Regions from separate parts of the Sus scrofa genome. Here regions 2, 3 and 4 are each linked to region 1. The links are chromatin contacts, called in public Hi-C maps. All regions are on one chromosome and are shown on one strand. Each heading gives the region's core, a stretch centred on a gene start, on an enhancer-like site or on the middle of the called end of the contact. The rest is flanking DNA. Distances are from core to core; before and after follow the strand shown.

Region 1 (3,748 bases), core at 404-2,903:
ACCGAGCCGCGGGCCGTGGGCCCTTGATGCAGGTGGCATGGCTTCCACGGCTCACCCCTGTTCCCCGAGGAGCCAGCGAGGGAAGGGAGCAATTTGGGAAGTATTGCCCTGACCAAGAGCGCGTTCTGAACACTACCACCAGGGGGCGTCCCAGCCCCGACGTACGCGACGCCTTGGTGCCGATTTGGAGCGGTGTCCTCTCAGCAGTGTTTGGGATCGCACTCCAGCAGTGAATAAGGGACTGTTCCAGCCCCGGCCACTAAGGGGCGTGTCAACCCTGACCCCGCGGGCTTCCCACTAGTGACCACCAGCAGAGGTGCCATCCGGCCCCGACACCAGGAGACATCCCAAGGTGCGAGCTCCGGGGAACTTTGCCCGCCCCGCCCATCCCCTACCCCTGTAGGGCGCTCCACCTGCTTCGTTGGACTCACTCAAGCTGGTAGGAGAAGCTGTAGTCTTCTGGGCCTACTCCAGCGCTTCCCGCTTCCTCCCAGAAGCACACCAAGTCCTCCAACCGCTCGGTGAAGCACAGAAGCTCTTCAGGCCCGCGGGCTGCCAACAGGGCCGCTGGGGATGAGGGCAGAGGAGGGGGTCAGGAGACCCGAGACCCGTCCTCGTCCTCGGGCCAAGGCATCCTCCCCTCCCTCCCGCTGCCTGTGCGAACCGATAAGAAATGTCCCGCCCCGCGCACTGCCCAAGCGGGGGCCCTTCCAGGGGTCCGCAGAAGTGGTGCCCCCCGAACTCCCAAGCGTCGGTTGCGTGTCTTACTGTCTCGCTACACACACCCGCCCACCCCGAGACGGGCTGAGCTGAGCGCTGCATTCAAGGCCTCCGCTTCCCGCGACCCGACCCGCCCCAACTCAAGACATGCGTGCGGGTGAGTGTGTGTGTGTAGGAGGCGGGGCCCCCTATCGGCCCCGGCAGGCTCCCGGCTGCCCGATAGCGCCAACCGTGCCCCTTGCCCCCCTCCCTCAACTCCGCGGACCCAGGGATCTGGCGTCTGCTTGAAAACCGTGTTTACAGTAGCCTGCGGTCCGGCCCCTCTGACTAGGACCTAGGTTTAATCCTCCCTCCCCCTCTAGAGGGTCGGCTCCCTCACCTCAGAGACTCTAGACAGCAGGGCCTAGACCCAGCACCAGCTCTTTCCCATTTAGGGTTTAGCATGTTACCAGGGTCCCTGAAAAGATAAAACAGGACTCTAATGCCCCTCTGTAACTTCTCTGCTAGAACCCAGCCTGGGGATATAGACCCCAGCATGCTATATCAGGTCCCAGTCTAGGGGCTCAGATATCAGCTTGGGCCCCCAGAACATAGATTGAAGGTTCAAAAACCGGCATAGACCCCAGGACCCAGGCTGGACGTTCAGGCCCCAGCATTTCCCTCCAAACTCAGGTCCATCCTTACCTTTGCTTTCAAACTTGGCGTCGGGGGAGTTGGGTGAAGGAGCCCAGGTGGCCCCAGCTAGCAGAAGACAGAGGGAGCCAACTCCTGGCCAGAGGGTTGCCCCGAAATGATACATGATGCAGCCCCTGCCACGGGGGGCCCAGGGCTCCTGCCCCCCCTTCTTCCGCCCCGGCACAGTCCACAGCTGGGTCAGCAGCTGCCTCCACCGGACACAGCTGACCAGGCCCTTCCCGGCCAGGCGCCTCCAAGTGGCAGCTCCCCCGAGGGGGCGGGACTAGCAGGCAGCCAGGGCTGAGATAAGAGAGAGGCAGACGCCCTGCTGGGCCTGGAGAGGGCAGGGGCCCTCCAGAGCCCCCGTGGCTCCTTGCGGGTGGGGGTGGGAAGAGCTCTGGTTTCTGCATGGACACACTTTCTTTGCTGTGTGATCCTGGACAGGTGACTTACATTATCTGGTCTTTAGCCTTCTCATCTATAAAACCTGGCTTGGCACATAGCAAACATTCCGAAAACGTAAGCTACTGATATTATCATACTAATCAACATCTCTTCCCCGTCTGAGGAGGAAAAAAATAATTGTAATAATGAGGCACATTTGAGTGTTTGCACACTGTTGGGCAGTGCTGCCAGACAGCATGCATGAATGAGCTTGTGTTTGTAAAATTACATGTATTCTGGAGTGTGAGATTTCATTTGTGATTTTTTTGGAAAAAGACTTTTAACGCTTATGTTTGTACACTCTTGGGATTTTATTCTACAAGGAGTGTGCAGTTCTTTAATAATCTTGAAAGTATAGAACAAACCATAAAAGCTATTCCCTTGAGCTAAGCTTAAACTGAGGTAAAACCCCCGAGACAGAGGTACCTGCCTGGGGGAGGAGTGGTACTTACCTTATTGCATCAGCCTGCCATAGATTAGCCAATCAGAAAGCTCCATTCCCTGGAACACAGTGATTGGTTCAGGGAGAGCATGTAACACAAGGGGACCCAATAGGCTTCCATCCTGAGCCTTTTCCTTGAGTTCCTAGGAAAAGGAGGTGCTGCTTTCTATTGGGTGATGAGGGATGCAGGTGGAGTAGCCAAAGACATCTTTGTCACTAGGAGGGGAGAAACTGTGTGATGATGAAGCTAATGTGGACTTCTGTACTATCTATTCCCTCCACCTGTAAGATTCTTCCTCTGAGTATCCCCAAGGCTCACTCCTTCACTTATTTATTTATTTATTTATTAGGCCATCCCTGGTACGGGGAAATCCCTGATCCAGGGATTGAAGCCACACAACAGTGACCCAAGCCACAGCAGTGACAACTCCAGACCCTTAACCTGCTGCACCACCAGGAAACTCTAACAATACTGAATCTTTAAACATTACACCATCAGGGAACTCTCCCACACCTAAACTTGACTCAGGCCTCTGTCTAAATATCACCTCCCCAGTGAAGCCTCCTTGATTACCCTATTTAAAATGAATCCAACTAGGAACCATGAGGTTGTGGGTTCCATCCCTGGCCTCGCTCAGTGGGTTAAGGATCTGGCGTTGTTGTGAGCTGTGGTGTAGGTCACAGATGTGGCCCGGATCTGGTGTTGCTGTGGTGTAGGCTGGCAGCTGCAGCTCCGGTTAGACCCCTAGCCTGGGAACCTCCATGTGCCACAGCTGCAGCCCTAAAAAGACAAAAACAAAAACAAACAAAAGTAACCCTCTCACTCCACACTCTCCCCATCAGCCCTTAAACAGTTTAGTAGTAGTAGTAGTAGTATTTTGCATTCCCTATACTTATTATATCTAATATGTATTTGATGGGGGCTTTTTTTGGTCGTTTTTTTTTTTCTTTGTAGGGCCACACCCTTGGCATATGGAAGTTTCGAGGCTGGGGTCGAAACAGCTACAGCTGCTGGCCTACGCCACAGCCACAGCAATGTGGGATCCCAGCCTCCTCTGTGACCTACACCACAGCTCATGTCAATGCCAAACCCGCAACCCACTGAGCGAGGCCAGGGATCGAACCCTCGTCCTCATGGATACCAGTCAGGTTCGTTACTGCTGAGCCACAACAGAACTCCTGACATTTTGTTATTGATTCACCACTTTCACTAGAACATTTTGTTCATTTCTGTATCAGCAGAGCCTGGCACACGGTAACAAGAAATCAAGAAATATTTGTGGAGTAAAAGATTAGAGAAAAACCAAGCTGAGAGATGTAGAGAAACCGTTGACCTTGTGTTAGCCACTGGATAGAGCTGTTCTGAGTACCCCTGCACTTTTAAAAGCAGAAGTTAATGAGAATCTCTTCCTCAGGAAATTGGCATTTGGACTGCGTGAGAGAGAGAGAGGCAGAAACTGTAAGCTG
Region 2 (3,748 bases), core at 833-3,332, 100 kb after region 1:
GAATGTTTAGGGTGGAGCCAAAGACTTTTTTAATCTAACAAACTTCTATGTGATGCTTAATGCTGTCTTTTGAGTAATAATGCTGCAAAGAGTCCTACACTTTGAACTTGTCTGTCTGCTACCGTAAGGTATCATTCAGCTTCCAAGAGAGGTGTTCTCTCTGTATTTCTGTAGGCAGCTCTCATAGTTCTCAAACCTTGTTCATTTCAGCATTATCTAGGAAGCTTTAAAGAATCACATGCCCAGGCCATACCCCAGATATATTGTATCAGAATATCTAGAGGTAGGGCCCAGGCATCAGCATTTAAAGCACTCCAATGACTCTAACATCCAGCTGAGATTAGACCTTAATCTAAACCTTTGCTATTCAGGGAGCAGCTGTATTGGCATCATTATTTGGATGCAGAATCTCAGCCCTAACCCTGACCTATTGAAGCAGAATCTGCATTTAAACAAAAGTCCACATTTCTCTTATGTGTGTTAAAGTCTGAGAAATGAAGATCTATGTGCTGATAGTTCCCAATGGTTATCACCATCCCTGAGCTCCAGCTTCCATACCTAACTGCCACTTTGGTGTATACCTAGCCATCTCAAACTTATTTTGCGCCTAACTTATGCCCCTGCTTAAACTTGTTCCATCTCATCCTTGCCTGATGTCATTACACCATCATTCCTAGTCAATCAACCACAAACCTGGTTCTGAGTCCACTGTGTTCCTCACTTCCCCAACCAATTCATCAGCTGCTCATGTTGCTACATCCAGATCCACCTCAAACAATCCCATTTCTCTCCATCTGCAAGCCACAACTCCAGTCCATGACCTCTCTTCATCTACCCACACTCCTTTCCTTACCTGCCTCCAGCCAGTTCTCCCTAAAGTGGTCATAGGGAGCTTTTTTAAAATGTAAACTAAAGTGTTCTCCGGCTAAAGTCACTAATTGCACATCACATGAGATAAAAATCAGACAGGCTCCATCCCTCCAAACTCAACTGTTATTACTGGAAGCTCCAGCTACACCATTTATTTCTCTTTTAAATTTTATTTAATTTTTATTTATTTTTGGCTGCAGTGTGCAGCAGCTTGTTGTGGGATCTCAGTTCCCAGATCAGGGGTTGAACTCAGGCTGCAGAGGTGAAAGCTCTGAATCCTAACCACTAGACCAACAGGGAACTCTCCCATTACGCTGTTTCTTAAACAAGCTGACTTTATCTAGTCTCAGAGCCTCTGAGGTTGCTTTTCCCTGTTTGGAAATTCCTTCCCCAGGTCAGTTCATTGCTGTGCCTGGTTATTCAGGTCTATATTCAAATGAGACGCCTTCCCTGACTACTGCCCCATTCCCAATCTAAAGCCCCATCATCCTGATGAATGAATTTTTAGCAATTAGCATCTGAAGTCACGTTTCATTTACTTCTGATTTGTTCAACGTCTAGCTCTCCTGAGACCAGAGATTTTTGTCTGTCTTCCTTTTTGCTGTCTCTTTTGCACCTGGGATAGTGCCTGCTATATAGTAGGTACCCAACAAATATCAAATGAATAAGAAGAGCTAAATTTCTACAAAGCTTCTATAAATCTGAACCCCTAGGCAGGGTGTACCTACAGCAGCTCTGAGGCTGGCTGCTAGGATTTTGACGCCCTTGGGAGAAAGAAGCGAACTTTAGCCTAGCTGCCAACCTGTGGCGTGACCTTGGGAGACGGCTTTAACTTTTCTGAGCCTCAGCTGTCTCATCTCCAAGATTAGAGATTAGGGATGTGGGGAGGCGGGTACACAGAAGGCAGCTCTCCTCGGAACGTCCCGCCGTGTACCCGAAAAGGTCACGGTGCCCTGGCCCCGGCAGCCGGGATCCTCCTGGGGCCGCCCTTCCGCGCTGCTGGCCCCAAAGGGGCTGCCCCAGGGCTCATAAATTCACGCTTGCCTCCCCGCGTGGGACCTACCTATTCACGCGGACGGCCGCGGAATCCGGGCCGGTTATGTCTTGCCCCTGGGCGCCGCCATGTTGCACGAAGATCTTCTGGGTCACGGGCCACCAGGGAGCCGGCAAATCAACAGCGCCAGTTTAAGAGAGGTCCCGCCTCGAAGAAAGGAGCACCAATAAAAAGGCGCAGCGACCTTGGCCCCGCCTCGTGGTGAGTCAGGCCCCTCCCCTAACGAGGCAAGCTGGACTCCCCACGAATGAGCGAGCTTGGTTCGGGAAGGAGAGACTGTGCGGTTTCGGAGCTGGGACATTGGACTCAGGCAGCGGGTGAACTCAACTGACAGTCCTAGTGCCCACCTGAAATACGGGAATGAAATATTAAAGGTCTAAGTAATGTGGATTCCCTCATTTTTTCAACGAACATTTGAAGGCTTACTGTGTGCCAGGCGCTGATTCGGCGCTGACGTTAGGGAAGAAGAAGGACTGCTAATCTAGCTCCTGGAGTCTGGACTAGTGCTTAACCTGTCTGTGCCTCAATAGTCTCACCTCTGAAATGGCCAATTATAATAACCTCGTAGAGGTTTTTTGTTTTTTGTTTTGTTTGTTTTTTGGGCTTTGTTTTATGGAATAATGGAGTTAATCTATGCAGAACAGCCATGTAAGCGTTTGCTACTGTTATTATGGGGGATTCACACTAATACCTTATTCCACCTCCCTCGCTTGGACGGTTGAGGATCCTGTAGGGTAGTGTGCATGTTCACAATTGTGTGTGTGTGCGTATGTGTGTGTGAGATTGCGATAGAGTGTGGATGTTTTCATGGGTTTTCGTAGTTTCTCAGAACTCAAACAAAGGTGTGTACGTTTGTGTGTGGCTGTATGAGGGTAGGTCAGGGATAGTCCCCACGTGTGTCAGTGTGGACATTGGTACATGTGGGACTTTGTGTGTCCACGTGTCAGTAGCTGCATGTGCACTTGTGATTGTATCAGCTTCTGGGTGTCTGTCATTCTGTGTGTGTGGAAGGATGTGGAATTTGTCCCAGAATTCTGAGGGGCTGGGATTAGGTGTGTCAACATTTCTTTGATGGTCCATGCAATAATGTGTGTGTGATTGCATGTCTGAACACTAGTGGGTAGATGACTGTGTTTATGACACCCCATGTGTCCCCAACTTGTGGATAAATGATTGTCCCACCATCAAGACACATGTGACTGTTATAGCCCTTTACATATCTGTGTGTGATTGTGTCTACCAGTGTGTGCCTGTACCTATATGAATCTCTGACTTCGTGTGTGTGTGTGTGTGTGTGTGTGTGTGTGTGTGTGTGTGTGAAACTCTGTGTCTCAGCGGTGGTATAAAGGTCTGACTGACAATGCCAATCTGGGGTGGTCTCTGATGTGGGATTCCATTATGTAGTTGTGTCCAGCTGTTGGTATGTGTTTGTAACACTGTGTGTCCCTGACTTGTATGGGTGTGACTCGTATGGGTGCCCCTCCACCATCGGTATGTCAGTGACAGTATATGACAATGTGTGTTTATGACTGTGCCTCAACAGTGGTCCATTCTGACTGTGGGGCTATGTCTGTGCGTGACAGTGGTGTGTTCCTATGCCTCTCTCTGTGTTTGACTGTCCACCCAACCATAGTGGGGGCTGTTGCTGAGTTTCTAGCTCTCTGTGTGTAGCTATGTGGTAGATGGGATCCAGCTGGATGAGACCCAGAGTCACATTCACTGAGTCCCCTGCCCATTTCTGAACCTGGCTCCTTTCAGACTTGGTGGTGATTCCTCACAACTGGGATCAAAGGTTTCCGTGTCACCATTCAGTTTCTCTCTTCA
Region 3 (3,748 bases), core at 738-3,237, 86 kb after region 1:
AAGCTCTGAGGCAAATTCATGGCCCATTCCCATTCTTCATGTCTCTTTGAACCCCTCTGGTCAGGTTTTTACCACGCTGTGCCACAAAGCCATGCCTGTTATGTTCCTGGTGACTTCTGCTTCAATTCAGCAGCACTGACCCAGGCCCCACTGTGTCCCTTGCTTTCCTTTCTCTTTTTTACCCTGATTTTGATTTCTGCTTTCTTGTCCACATTTTTATAGCCCTTGAAGTGAAATCCTTCCAGGTACAATAGGTTATATAATTGAACAACTAGAATAACTGACTTCCTATCTCTGGTAATGTCTATTACCCACAGGAGACCCCTAGAGAGATTATGCATTTTCCTGACTACTCATGTGCCCCATAGGGCTGGGTTTTGTGTCACACTGCCTGGGTTGGTTCAGGCCCACACAGCACCAGCTCAGCCAAACAAGCTTCTGCAAATAGTACTTTCAGCCTAGGAACCTCCAGGGGTTCCCTTTGGCTAATAGTTCTCAACTCCAGCTACACAGTAAGTCTCCCTGAATTCTTCAGAAAAAAAAATTCCACTCCAACTAACTGAATTAGAAACTCCAATAGTTGGGACACTGGCTTGAGGTTTCATAAGCGCCCAGCATTTCCTGCCTACTCTTGGGAATATAAACTAGCCTGCCACTCTGGGTGGGTACAATTCACCAGGTTCTGGTTGAGTCAGCCCTCAGAATCTCCCCCAGAGAAACATGTGGATGTGTACAAGTGAAAACCAGGGCAGATCAAGGACCTTGTGGCAGCACTGTTCATGACAGAGAACAAAATCAACAGCTAATACCTGGACTTCTCACTATGTACCCCAAGCACTGTGCTAAGCCCTTTGTTCTATTTTAACTCATTTAATCATCACATCAACGTATAAGACAAGAAGAGAAAAATTCCATCCATACTGCTCATTGTCAAGAATGAGATTCTGCAAGGCCCCTGCCCTCCACCTGAGCAGCTAACTCGGGGTTTCCTCTTCACCCGAGTCTCACTGAGCAGAGCTGCAGCCTAGGAGCCAAAAGGTTTAGGGGTATGCAGCTTGGATTGTGAGCAGTCCTCTGGGAACGTGGGGCCTAGGGAATGGGGTCACATGCAGTCCCAGATGGGTCACGAACCTCATGAAGGATAGTGCTGTGTGGCCTGGGGTGTCCAGTCACAACCCCAGGCTACACTGTGGAGATTTTAGGGGATGAGGCCTGTGAAAGTCCGGAGGCCAGCAGGGACCTCCGACCCTTGAAGCCTCAGGAGGCGGGCCACCCCTCTAGGGCCTGGACTTTTAGAATGCTTGGAGGTGAGCCGGGAACCAGGATTGGGCAGCCAGAGCTTTAGAGGGCGGGGCCAAGCGCCCAGGAGGCGGGTTGAGAGGCTGGGCGCATCCTAGGATTGGGCATTCAGAGCGACAGGAGGCGGAGCCACGAGCCAGGCGCGTCCCAGGACCAGCAGTCAGAGACTCAGGCCTGCAGTCCCTGCGCTGGGCGGGGCTCACAGGTGCCAGGGGAGGGGCCTGGGGTGGAGGGGGCGGGACCAAGCTCAGCGGGGGATGGGGGCGTCTCCTCCCTCGCTCCCTCCCTCCCTTCCTCCCTTCCTCCCTCGGGCCGAGCCCCCTCACCCGTGGCGGCCGCTACGCTGGCCGCGCTCCAGCGAGATGAGGTAGGCGGCGAGCTTGGCGTCGCTCCAGCCGCTGCGGCGCCGCAGGTCCACCCAGGGCCCGTGCGCCTCGCCCAGGTACACGCGCCGCACGTCGTACTTCTTCCGGGACTCGAGCCGCCGCCGGGCCCGGTCCGACTCCGTAAGCCGCGGCCGACCCCGCGCCTTGCGACCCGCCGCGCCTTCCTCGGCGGCCGCCTCCCCGCCTGCGCCCGCCTCAGCCTCAGCCTCCGCCTCCGCCTCGGGCTCGGGCGCCCGCTCCGCCATCCCCCCCTCCCTGGTTACCAGCCTCCCCCGTTGTTAGGAGCCCGGCCGGAAGTGGCGCGCATGTTCCGCGCCGACGGGAAATTTCTCATGGACTCTCACTGCCCCGCGGCGCCAAAAGGAGACCGCGAGCGGAAATTGCGCACGCGCGCAGTAAGCGCGGGCAAAAATCCGCTATCTTTTTCCCTTTTCAGTTAAACTCTCTGACTTCGCAGAAAGGGAAGGGAAAACTGAAGTTTGAGTCTGACTCGAGAAAAGAGAGCCAGGAGAGCCTGTAGAGCCTGGGGGGTTGGAGCCTTCTTCCTCCGCACCTTCATCCTGAATGCTTTCTGGGGATGACAAGGAAAGAGTGAGGGCCAGGTGAAGGGAGAGAGAAGGCCTGGGCCCCAACTTGTCAGTTCTGAATGCTGGCGGGCCCCTGAGAAGCCGCGACACCAGGCGTTAAAGGGGCTGGGAACCACACTGCCAGAGAGGAGGCCAGGCAGCCCCAAGCCGGAAAACTTTTATTTATTTGCTGAACACTCAAAGGTTACCTCACCCCTTCACACCGGTCCACAGCTTGTGCACCTATGACCGCTCAGGCTCAGCTCTGGCCCTGCTGCTGTCTCTGCTGATTGTCGTCCTCCTCTTCCTGGCCCTCCGATGGGGGTGGGGAGGACCCTTCCGGCCCTGAGGAGGACGCCAGAAGCTCCCCAGCGGACCCTGCCAGGCGGAAGACCACCGGGATCCGGGCCAGGGCTGGGTTGGTCTCCTGCAGACCCTGGATCCACTTGGCCAGTGTGGCCTGGTCATGGGCACCCGCCATGCATATGGCGAAGACAGGGCCTTCCTCCACTGTTGGGAGAGACAGGCCCTTAGTTTGTGCAGTGGGAACTGCAGCAGTCCCTCATGCCCACACCCCTTCAGACCAAGAGAGCTTTAAGCTTCCTTTGGACTTTGTGTGTGTCTAAGCCTTTGCTCAAGCTATTCCATCCGTCTGCCTAACCTGTCCATCCCACACTTCACCTGGGTGATGCCTCCTGATTCAAGGTTCCACCAGGAAAGCCTCCTGACTCCCACCTGAGACTGAGTTGTGTGCTCCTCATCTGGGACCTCAAGAATGCAACTTGCCTGTTCCACCATTGGCCTGAACTGCCTGAGGGTCATGCTGAGTAGCCAGCACAGAGGTGCTCCATAAATGTGTAGGAGGAAATGACTGAGGCAGACAGATCTGGAGCCCTTAGGAGGGGTGTGTGTGTGTGTGTGTGTGTGTGTGTGTGTGTGTGTGTGTGTGTGTGTGTGTGTACTTGGGCCTCTGTTGTGTGTTACTGGGCTAGGTCGCCACCTGGGCCCTACCCCTCGACTCCAGCCTCATCCCATGCAGTGTTCGGAATCCTATCCATCCCAGTTTGTACCTTCATTGATGTTAAACTTGTAGTCATCCCAGCCGCTCCTCTCGTAGGCCAGGTCTAGCTGCATCGGGTAGTAGAGGCTCCACTCCTCTGGAATCTCCTCCACTTTCTACCCCAGGGAGGAGGGTGCAGGCAGGGTCAGCGGCCCAGGATGTCCCAGTCACCTGCCACCTCTCCCCTGGGTCTCTGCTCTTCCATTCCCCCCTTCCCTCCCACACTCCTCCTTATCTCTAAGCCTACTCATTCTCCCCACCCCAGACTCCCACTTTGGGCCCTCACCCTCTCCTCAGGGGGCAGCAGGTCAGCTCTGAGGATGTGGTAATAGACACATTTGTCTCGAAGCCACAAGGAGAAGGGGCCCTCGACGAAGATAGGCCGGGCTGGGTCGTGGCAGGCCAGGGCGGCCTGCTGATCAGGACTCTGGATTCCT
Region 4 (3,748 bases), core at 338-2,837, 70 kb before region 1:
AAAAAATAGATGTATCTGGCTAGGAGAGTCAGACTCGGCGAGTAGGAAGGGCAGTATTTTCTCTGATGGCCACCAGGGGGTGCGCGAGGCCGGGACGTGGGCCTCCGTCTTGCTGGGAAGTCGGGGCGGGGCGGGGGCGGGGCTGCCTCGGGGCGGGGCTGCCTCGGGGCGGGGCTGCCTCGGGGACGGGGCTGCCTCGGGGGCGGGGCTGTCTCTGGGGCTCCAGCCACGTCCAGCGTTAGGTACTCATTTCCCAGTTTCGGCCAGGGCTGCTTACCTTTGGAGCAGGACCCTACGTCCACACCACTCTGCCCCCCCACCTTCCCTGCCCTATATCTGTCCTTCATTTTCCCTCCCTCTTTTGCCGTCCTTCTGTCCTGCTCTTTGCCTCTGTTTTCTCCCCACCTTTGTACTCCTATTTTTGGGCCCTCAGATCCTAGTTCTGAGGCTCCTTATTTCAAATGACCTTTTAGAAAAAGATGTGGAAGGACGCACTCCTAGCATTGATGTGACCCATGGTCCAGGGAGGAGACAGTGACGCCTTCAGAAACATCTTGCTTAGTTTTACATGTTCCAAGGAGCAGGCAATTTGACAAACATTCATTCAGTTAATTCAAGTGGAAAGTATTTTCTTTCTTTAGTTGGGCCTTGGGAGTTACCGAAGATCATGAAAACCCTGAGCCCTCCAGGACCTGGCCACAGACAAGCTGCACGGAGGAGCACAGGCTTGGACCTAGATGGGGTGGAGAGAGAGAGACAGTAGGGGCTAGTGGCTGCAAGGAACTGGGCCTGGGAGCCATCAGAGCCTACAAGTACATTTTTTTGCTGTGAGATGCCCTCTGTGTCTGTGTTATCAAGAAAGGCCTAGTGATCAATGACACATGGGCTCAAGGACAGTATCTTCACTAGCTGTGGATGAGCAGACCTTGGATGGAGAAAGTACAGGCTCTCAGGTACACAGGGGTCTGAGTTCTTACCTTTGTATCACTCTGGGAACTCCAAAGCCCAGCCTTGGCTCTGCTGCCTGTGTGGCTGTGGGCAGTTACCTTGGCCTCTCTGAGCTCTGTGAAGAGGATGAACTCAGTGAGCTAAGGTGTAGGGAGGGACTTGGGGAACCTGAAGGCTTGCAGCTAGATTCCTGCTTTGTGGAACCTCTTTGTTCATTCCACAGAGGTTTCTTGAGCACCACTGTGTATCAGGCTTTGGGAACATAGCCATGGGTAGGAGAACCCAGGCCCCTGTCCACTAGGAGGTTCCAGTCTAGTGGGGGCATTAGCTACATAGTTGGTCAGTGCTGAGCACTATGCCCACAGGGCCTGGGTAGCATCAAAGGGGTACCAGGGTGGCACACCATGTCTCTTCTCCATCCTTGGTGTGACCCATTTGGAGAATGAGGAACCAGCAGGGTGCAGTTTGGGGCACCTACTTCCCTAGCACTAGGATCCTTGCTCTGGCATCTGATTGTGATGTGATAAAGGCTGATGACTGAAGAGAGGCAGCTGCTAGACCCCCTTCCATGCAGAGAAAGAGGCAATCAGGAAAGAGAGGGGGCAGAGCAGGTCAGCTTTGGTGCCCCCAAACCTCTACCATCTTGGAAAACATAGCCCAGAGGTTTAGGAAGATGCTGACTTAAATGGTCAGAGCACACCAGTCTGGCCGACATGGCTGAAGTACACACTACGTATTATTCCTTGAAGAAACTGTTATCTTTCTTCAATGGCATCATGGCTGTAAGTATGTCACAATCCGGTCCCTGGGGGCTTTGCAGCCCTTCCTCCACAGCTGGCTCCTTCAAAGACAGAAATAAGTTGATCTAATTCACTGGCATCCAGATCTGTGGTCCCTAGGGAACCAGGAGGGATGTAGGGCAGACTGACGAGGAGCAGGACGCTCTGGGACCAGGCGTCGCCTCCAACGACCCAGAGCTGCTGAAATCAGGCAGAGGAGTCCTTTATTTCTCTGCCTTCTCTGGGTCCTTTACCTTTTTTTTTTTTCCCTTTGCTTTTTAGGGCCTCATCTGCTGCATATGGAGGTTCCCAGGCTAGGGGTCAAATCAGAGCTACAGCTGACGGCCTACGCCATAGCCACAGCAACGCAGGATCTGAGCCACATCTGTGACTTACACAACAGCTCACGGCAATGCCAGAACCTTAACTCACTGAGGGAGGCCAGGGATCAAACCCAAAACCTCATAGTTCCTACTCAGATTCATTTGCGCTGCGCCAAGACGGGAACTCTGGTTCTTTACTTTTTTAAATTTTGTTTTGCATTTTTTCAGGGCCATACCTGCAGCATATGGAGGTCCTCAGGCTAGGGGGGTGGGGATTGCAGAGCCCACAGGGAGAAGAGCCCTGGCGGGATGAGGGATCATGGGATGAGGGGTTCTGGGCAGGAGGTGGAGAGAACGGAGCCTGCCTGGCAGCTGCCAGCCTACACCACAGCCATGGCAATGCCAGATCCGAGCTGTGTCTGTGACTGACGCCACAGCTCACGGCAATGCCAGATCCTTAACCCACTGAGCAAGGCCAGGGATTGAACCTGCATCCTCATGGATACTAGTCCTATCCTTAACCTACTGAGCCACCACAGGAACTCTCTGTCCTTTACATTTTTTCAAACCATTTTTTTCTTACTGTAAAAGTAACCCAAGGAGTTCCCTGGTGGCTCATTGGGTTAAGGACCTGGCATTGCTGAGGTTGTAGCACAGGCTGCAGCTGCAGCTTGGGTTTGACCCCTGGCCCGGGAACTTCCACTTGCAGCAGATGCAGCCCCCCACCTCAAAAAAAGTAATCTGAAATATTCACTGTTAAAGAAGTAGTTGCTTTCTTTTTTGTTTATTTTCCTTAACCCACTTATTGAGTCCAGGAATAGAACCAGCATCCTCATGGATACTAGTCAGGTTCTTAACCCACTGGGCCACAACGGGAACTCCAGAAGTCATTGTTTTTAATAGTAAAACAGTATGAGTAAAGGCTGCCAGGAAAGAGAAGAAAATTAAAAATCACTCCTCCTCGGAGTTCCCGTCATGGCTCAGTGATTAACGAATCCTACTAGGAACCATGAGGTTGCAGGTTCGATCCCTGGCATTACTTAGTGGGTTAAGAATCTGGCATTGCCTTGAGCTGTGGTGTAGGTCGCAGATGTGGCTCAGATCCAGAGTTGCTGTGGCTCTGGTGTAGGTTGGTGGCTACAACTCCGATTAGACCCCTAGCCTGGGAACCTCCACATGCTGCGGTGCAGCCCTAGAAATGACCCAAAAAAAAAAAAAAATCACTCCTCCTCTCCTTACCTGTGATGTACATTTTGATGGGAGTTAAACAAGATAATGCATTTAAAAGGCTTATGCCCATCATGGGAATGTGGCTCAATAAGTATCATTATATCCTTCTAGACTTTTGTCTGTACCTTTTAAAAGCAGCAAAACAAACATGGGGTTTTGTTTTGCTGCTTTTTTCCCTTTTAAAGAAATTGTTTTTCCTCTTTTCAACTTGACTATTTTTTAGAGCAGTTTTAGGTTCACAGCAAAATTGAGCAGAAGGCACAGAGATTTCCTGTATAAACCCTGCCCCCGCACACACAGCCTCCCCCATTATCGACATTCCCCAGCAGAGTACATTTGGTATAATGAAGCTACATTGATATCATTATCACCCAAAGTCCGTATTTTATCTTTTTTTTTCTTTTGTGGCCAACCCACGGCATATGGAGTTCCTGGGCCAGGGATCAGATCCGAGCCACAGTGTCAACC

The links. A called contact is a pair of places that touch in the nucleus more often than the background predicts.
Region 2: a contact with region 1 is called in a Hi-C map of liver, with 9 times the contacts expected there. The contact joins the promoter of ECSIT here to the promoter of EPOR in region 1. A contact is called at or near these places in 5 of 47 Hi-C or Micro-C datasets (embryonic fibroblasts, epiblast stem cells, heart right ventricle and 2 more).
Region 3: a contact with region 1 is called in a Hi-C map of fetal liver, with 2.3 times the contacts expected there. The contact joins the promoter of ZNF653 here to the promoter of EPOR in region 1. A contact is called at or near these places in 2 of 5 promoter capture datasets (fetal liver and liver), 4 of 47 Hi-C or Micro-C datasets (fetal liver, liver, mesenteric adipose tissue and 1 more) and 1 of 2 datasets of contacts at active chromatin or transcription factors (alveolar macrophages).
Region 4: a Hi-C map of embryonic fibroblasts shows a contact between it and region 1, with 3 times the contacts expected there. The contact joins the promoter of TSPAN16 here to the promoter of EPOR in region 1. A contact is called at or near these places in 6 of 47 Hi-C or Micro-C datasets (embryonic fibroblasts, fetal liver, liver and 2 more).

Annotation. Positions count from the first base shown.
Region 1 is chr2:70,067,168-70,070,915 of Sscrofa11.1, forward strand. It overlaps EPOR (erythropoietin receptor), which reads right to left and starts at 1,654. Exons shown (of 8, transcript NM_214292.1): 1 at 1,405-1,654; 2 at 432-567; 3 at 1-57. The coding sequence starts at 1,519.
Region 2 is chr2:70,168,680-70,172,427 of Sscrofa11.1, forward strand. It overlaps ECSIT (evolutionarily conserved signaling intermediate in Toll pathway, mitochondrial), which reads right to left and starts at 2,083. Exons shown (of 8, transcript XM_013987373.2): 1 at 1,934-2,083.
Region 3 is chr2:70,152,471-70,156,218 of Sscrofa11.1, forward strand. ZNF653 (zinc finger protein 653) reads right to left here and starts at 1,988. Exons shown (of 8, transcript XM_013987371.2): 1 at 1,626-1,988. The coding sequence starts at 1,930. It overlaps ECSIT (evolutionarily conserved signaling intermediate in Toll pathway, mitochondrial), which reads right to left. Exons shown (of 8, transcript XM_013987373.2): 6 at 3,598-3,746; 7 at 3,322-3,427; 8 at 2,392-2,761. The coding sequence ends at 2,511.
Region 4 is chr2:69,997,592-70,001,339 of Sscrofa11.1, forward strand. It overlaps TSPAN16 (tetraspanin-16), which reads left to right and starts at 1,588. Exons shown (of 6, transcript XM_021083874.1): 1 at 1,588-1,730. The coding sequence starts at 1,662.